2 separate regions of the Lactuca sativa genome follow, and region 1 is linked to region 2. A link is a contact called in public Hi-C data. All regions are on one chromosome and are shown on one strand. Each heading gives the region's core, a stretch centred on a gene start, on an enhancer-like site or on the middle of the called end of the contact. The rest is flanking DNA. Distances are from core to core; before and after follow the strand shown. Region 1 holds the start of LOC111901835 (T-complex protein 1 subunit zeta 2). Region 2 holds the start of LOC111901836 (14-3-3-like protein).

Region 1 (3,519 bases), core at 139-2,638, 150 kb before region 2:
TACCATAGGACATCAACATGCGAAAATTAATAATTTAATCTTTAAAGACTTATACCTAAAAATACGAGTGTTACAACTAATCATCTCATCTCAATATTAACATGTGTCTATCTTGCTAGTTCCAGAATAGGCATTAATAAAAAAAAAGCAGAAGTTCGAATCAACTACTGTAGTGATATTATGCTACTCTACTCTCAAGATAACACGAGACTAATTAATCAAGCAAGATTACAAGCAGTCAGTACATTTGAAGAATTTACCAAACACCTTGTTGAATTACCAAGAGATATAAAAAACAACTATGTCAGATAATCCTCAATGCACCACGACATCTTTGCCAATATTGTAAAGAAAATCTACAAGACTCACCAATAATGGAACAATGACGTCAACTATCAACCCACTATCATCCGAGGGGAAAAGATAAAACCAATCACCATCACAACATACTATCTCACCACTGCCCGTTAAAAAATTAATAATGTAGCGTGGTGAAATATATCGTATATCATAAGTATGTGAATAATAGTATGTCATTATTATGTAATGTAATTGTAAAGTCAATATGTAAATAATGCTTTAAAAATAGTTTGATATGATACCTAATAGTGATACTAATAGTAGTATGTATTCATGTGTCATTTGTTTAATGAGTTCAAACCAAGCCACATAAACACATACTATTATTAATGCCATTATTATGTGTCATATCAAATTATTTATAAGGCACTATTCACATATTGACTTTACAGTACATTACACAATCATAACATATTATTATTCATCATCACATTACATTATTAACTTTTACTACATTATTAACTTTTGACAAGTAGCTGAGTTAAATGATAAATGATGATGGATTATCTTTTTTGTCATAAGAATGCCTAAAGTTATACCCGCAATTTGAGTGATATTTTTATTAAATTTAAGTTTATAATAATTTTGTAGTATATATACACCTATTATATAGTGAACTAGTGAACGAATCTCCATACCTAATAAAAGAGTAGCACATTTGCCACGTGTCAACCAATTAAAGCTTCACATTAATTATTTGCCACTTGTCATTCTAAGGTTTTTCCTCATTAATCAAATTTCCACTAATTTACTCCTCCATTTTACACATATCAAACACGTCAACAAAAAAATTATTTGTAATATCTATTGCCTAATTTATTAATTTTTTTTATTATTACTCAATAATTATCTTATAATTTAATTAAAATTATTTTTATCTTTTTAATCCGTGATGCCGACGCGTTATATACATGTAGTGAATAATAATAAACCCAAAGATAAATCATTAAACTAGTGTAAGAAGTGTGAACTTTGATAGTAGGACGAAACGACGTCACACCGCTACTAAAAGAATCGCTAAGTAAACCATTCCACCAAAAAGAAGCCCTAAAAACCAACATTCTCCCACCGTCTCCCACTTCACTTCTGAAGAACTCCCGCTCCGACGCAGTTTTCTTCCCTCCCCTGATCTTCTTCGTCATCATCACTTCTGCAAGATCCGCTCTGCTTTTAACTAATCCAAGGTAACTTCTCGCTCCTTTACATTTCTCACTACCTCGCTTATACTCATCTCTCCTAACTCAACATTTGTGTTTCTATCTCCCAAAATATCAGGATCGAAGATGTCTCTACGGGTTCTGAACCCTAATGCCGAAGTGCTTAACAAATCGGCTGCACTTCACATGAACATAAATGCCGCTAAGGGTTTACAAGATGTTCTCAAGAGTAACCTCGGCCCTAAAGGCACCATTAAGATGTTAGCTTCTTATTTTCATCCTCCGTAGTTTCCGTGTTTGCTTTTTCTTAAACTATATCGTTGTTTTGGCTTGTTATTATGCTTACTGTTGTGTAAATCGTTTCACAGGCTTGTTGGAGGAGCTGGAGATATCAAGTTAACCAAGGATGGAAACACTTTGTTGAAAGAGATGGTATGTTCCTTGTGTATAGTGATCTAGTCATAGAACAAAAGTAGGCATATTTTTGCAAGCAGAAACGTTTGATCCAATCGAAAATGACATATAGGTATAAAAAACCTTTTTTTTTCTGAAAATACAGTAAGATACATTTAAAATTAAATACGAGTAAGGATTGAATCTGTAACTCAGAAACCTAAGTAAATATGCAAAATCAAAGCTACAATTTACATACCAACTCATTGTCCTTTGTAATATGGGGATTCATCTTACCTTTTGATGTGTTTTGGATTAATTTTAAACTTTGAACCTGAGATTAATTTCATGATTCCAGCAAATTCAAAACCCAACAGCCATCATGATTGCAAGGACAGCTGTTGCACAGGATGATATTAGTGGCGATGGGACAACATCTACAGTCATCTTCATTGGCGAGCTAATGAAACAGGCTGAACGTTGTATTGATGAAGGTTTTATTATCTTTCTAGCATCTTTTCGAGTTTGTTCAGTTGTTTTATGATTATATAAAATAAACTATGATTATTTACAATGTTAAATGTTCACACAGGGATGCATCCACGTGTTGTGGTTGATGGTTTTGAAATTGCCAAAAAGGCAACACTGGAATTTCTTGAAAAGTTTAAGACTCCTGTAGTGATGGGTGATGGACCTGATAGAGAAATGCTAAAAATGGTAGCAAGAACAACATTAAGAACCAAGGTTTTTATTTTATTTTATTAACTTGCTCTTTTTTTTCTTGCAGCTATATGCAAGAAATAGCAACAGACTCTCATTTATTTCTATGTTATAGCTTCCTACTTGTATTATTTTCATTACAACATTATACTTACACCCTTTTTTCCTATTAAAAGAATTGTATTTCAAAACAATCTACCAAATCATAGCATATTACTTCCATTTTTTCTTAATCGGACATTATGCTTTGAAAAATCTATCTAGTTGTAGCTGTAAAATTGCTATAACTGGATAGATTTTTCAAAGTATAGTGTTGTAATAGGATGCTATAATAAACAAATCAATGAAAGTATGCTGCTTTTTCTTCCACTCAAGTTTATGTTTGGTTGATAAACTGCATATTATATATTTATATTTCTAGCCTCTCATTCTTTTAAAACTTTTATGTGCAGTTGTATGAATCTTTGGCAGATCAATTAACTGACATAGTTGTGAATGCGGTGAGACTTCTACATTTATAAATCTACAACATAAATAAATCTATTAATTTTTTATAAAAGCATTTGATTATTTGATTATTTAATATTTTCTTGTTTTTTAGGTGCTCTGCATCCGTAAACCTGAAGAACCTATTGATCTTTTTATGGTTGAGATCATGCACATGCGCCACAAGTTTGATGTAGACACTCGTTTGGTATGTTAAAACTTGATTTTTTATAAATAAATATTGACATTAATCTTCTTTCTTGTTTTTTAATTGTTTTTTGATTATATTAAAATAGGTGGAAGGCCTTGTTCTTGATCATGGATCCAGACATCCTGATATGAAGAGGAGAGCTGAGAATTGTCACATCTTGACATGTAATGTCTCATTGGAGTATGAGAAAAG
Region 2 (3,553 bases), core at 343-2,842:
TAGGCTTAGAAGAGCAGTCCAACTATATGTTGTAAGCTCATGAGGGTGGTCCAGGTGTATTGTAGGCCTTGCGAGGTGGTCCACTTAGACTGAAGGCCCAAGGAAAATGTCTTGGTGTATTGTAGGCCTTGTAAGGCAGTCTAGTCAGACCAAAGGCTCGTGTGTGCATGAATTGTATGTGTATTTTGTGTAAGGTATTTTAGGAGGGAACTCACTAAGTTTTGACTTACAGTTGTGTATTTAAATGTTTCAGGTACTTCTGAGGATCGGCGACAAGAATAATGTGTGACTGTACACATCATCCAATGATCTGATTTTGACACTCTGATTTTATGTTATGATCGTGAAACAATGTTTTTGGTAACTTGTGTTTTATGGAAAAATGATTTTACCTATTTTGAAAATGAAAAATTTTACTATGATTTTCGAGATGTTATAATTTTTTTTACAACTTAATAATTTAAAACTTAAAATAATTTACGTGTTCAAATGAACAAAACCAAAAATTAAATGATCAAATTTGATATTTATTATAAAAAATATAATAAATACTATTGACTCCAATAATAAAGTTGTGCTCAAATTTGGTCATGGAACTTTTTATTGTTGGTCATAGTAATATTTTGGCAAAAATTAAAAGGTTCACTTACATTTTAAAACCTAAAACAAGTTAAATAACCAAATTAACCAAAATCAAAGTGAAGTAATCAAATGCAACCTTATTGACTAATATATATATATATATATATATATATATATATATATATATATATATATATATATATATATATATATATATATATATATATATATATTGCATGCTTAATTTACTTTTAGGTTTTATATATTTAATTCTTCTCATGTAATAATATTTCATTTTACCCTCTTAAGTACATTTCAATTTTAAATATTTATAACTTTTAGTAGTTAATATATTCAATTAAATATTTAATAATATTTTATTTATAAAAATTTAAATTATAACGATTATATAATATTTTTAATTTTTTGAATTTTATTACTATAATGTTTCTTTCATATTTTATATATTTTAAATAAAAACTTGAAATAGTTTGAAATAGTTGTATATAAATATTAAAATATGATTCATGTTTAAAATAAAAACGACAAATTAAATGAGATGTTTTTTTATAAAACGTATTAGATAGAGATGAATAAATTATTTAAATATCAAATATTATCGAAAGAGAATTAACGTTTTAAAGAATGTATTAATGTAATGGTTAAAAATAAAATAAAAATAATTATAAGTTATGATATAAATTAATTGTCGGAGACGAAGAATAAAAAAAACTTATGAAAAACTTTTATTACAAATGTTCTTAGTTATTAAAAAGTAAAAAATATAAACGGTAAAAGTTTTAATCTAAAATTTTAATTCTAAACAATTTATATTTTTTTTAAACTATTTTTGTGTTTTGAAATTTGAAAACTTTTTGATTTTTGAATTCGCATAGATGGAATAAATAAAACCTTGCACTTCTGACGGTCAGCGGCAGGCAAAGGATAGGGTAAAATCGTGTGTATCGCCTGACCTGCGTGTAGCCAACTCCGCCCCCTAAGAATACAGCTGTCGCCATCTCATTGGATTATTCCTCCTCACTTTCACGCGTTTCCCATTTATATAAACCCCTCGAATCCGCTTCTTTCCATTCTCCTTCGATCAAAGAGAATCACACACAAACACCTACCTACACACACTCGCTGCTGCTTGCCCTATCAATCGAGGTATTTTCTATCGCCTTTTTACTTTCTGAATTTCGTTTTGAATCTGTTTACTCTTTAATCGATGCCACGAGATTTTTGTGATTTTTTTGCGTGTTTTGATGCTCTTAATAGTGCTTTTTTATGTGAATCTGTCAGTTTGCGATTTATTTAGTTGTTTCGAGCAATGATTTTGTATCGTAAGCTGTTAAGATCTGTAAATCTTGTTGTATTGGATCTGCAACTGTTTGAATTAGCTAAAGACTGTGTAGCTGTTTAGTTGTATTTTATCAGTTTATAGCAAATCGTGGTAAAGGTTATATGTTGATACGTGTACGGACCAAAAAAGAAAACAATCAGTGGAACGAGAAATTGTTTCGTCTCAAACTTGAACATTCTGCATCAGTACTTGTACCGTACAATCCACGATGCGTAGTGCGCGAATATTTGACCAAATGTATCTAGCGTCATTAGCAGTTGCCTAAAAATCGATTTGTTTTGGTGATGCACAAACTTGTATAAGTTAATTTAGGAAGAACACAAGTTTATAGTTTGAATCGTTTCAATCTAGACGACTAGATCTAGGAAAAACACATATTCACAACTGATCTGATGTTTTTTCTTTTGATTCAGGCATATACTAATTAAAAATGGCATCTGAAGCTTCGCGTGAGGAAAATGTGTACATGGCCAAGCTTGCAGAGCAAGCCGAAAGGTACGAAGAAATGGTGGAGTTCATGGAGAAGGTCGCAAAGACTGTAGATGTTGAAGAACTCACAGTGGAAGAAAGAAACCTTCTTTCTGTCGCTTACAAGAACGTGATTGGAGCAAGAAGGGCATCATGGAGGATCATATCTTCAATTGAACAGAAAGAAGAAAGTCGTGGGAATGAAGATCATGTTAAGCTAATCAAGGAGTACAGGAGTACAATCGAGATTGAATTAAGCAAAATCTGTGATGGGATTTTGGGTCTCCTTGAATCACATCTTGTCCCTTCTGCTTCTTCTGCTGAATCAAAGATCTTTTACTTGAAGATGAAAGGTGATTATTTTAGATACTTGGCTGAATTCAAAACAGGTGCTGAAAGGAAAGAAGCTGCTGAAAGCACTTTGTTAGCTTACAAATCTGCCCAAGTGAGTAATTCGTAATTAGTAATTACTTTTATTATATACCATGAATCTTGAAGTATTTCGTGTTGACTTTCATTGACTTTTGGTTATTATAGGACATTGCTTTATCTGATTTGGCTCCTACTCATCCAATTCGACTTGGACTTGCTCTTAACTTCTCAGTGTTTTATTATGAGATCCTCAATTCACCTGATCGTGCTTGCAACCTTGCCAAACAGGTAGTTTTTTCATTTTTTGTATATTTTATTTTATTTAATATATTCTGATATAAATATAAATATGTTTATATATGTATATTAGGCTTTTGATGAAGCGATTGCTGAGCTGGACACATTAGGTGAGGATTCATACAAGGACAGCACACTTATCATGCAGCTTCTCCGTGACAATCTGACTTTGTGGACATCAGATATTGCGGTTTGTGACTCTCTTTTTTCTATTTATTTTTTTGTGGAAATGTCCAAAATGCCCTTGAACAAGAATGATAATTTGGTGTTTTTGAATGGTGTACAGGATGAGGGTGGGGATGAGATCAAGGAGTCTTCAAAACCTGAAGAAACACAGTGACATTGACATACACAAATGGGATTTGGTAGGAAGATTAATAGTTTGTGTACTACTATTACTATTACTACTACTCATTAATCAAAAATTGAAAAGCTTTGATTAAGTACTTATGGCTTGACAATTGTTATGTG

What was found. A called contact is a pair of places that touch in the nucleus more often than the background predicts.
Region 1: a contact with region 2 is called in a Hi-C map of leaf, with 6 times the contacts expected there. The contact joins the promoter of LOC111901835 here to the promoter of LOC111901836 in region 2. A contact is called at or near these places in 2 of 4 Hi-C or Micro-C datasets (leaf and seed).

What each region holds. Positions count from the first base shown.
Region 1 is chr4:331,098,801-331,102,319 of Lsat_Salinas_v11, reverse strand. LOC111901835 (T-complex protein 1 subunit zeta 2) reads left to right here and starts at 1,388. Exons shown (of 16, transcript XM_023897692.3): 1 at 1,388-1,544; 2 at 1,636-1,777; 3 at 1,886-1,949; 4 at 2,269-2,404; 5 at 2,503-2,654; 6 at 3,083-3,130; 7 at 3,232-3,324; 8 at 3,413-3,519. The coding sequence starts at 1,644.
Region 2 is chr4:330,948,002-330,951,554 of Lsat_Salinas_v11, reverse strand. LOC111901836 (14-3-3-like protein) reads left to right here and starts at 1,592. Exons shown (of 6, transcript XM_023897694.2): 1 at 1,592-1,749; 2 at 2,359-2,858; 3 at 2,951-3,073; 4 at 3,156-3,272; 5 at 3,369-3,447. The coding sequence starts at 2,376. The coding sequence ends at 3,422.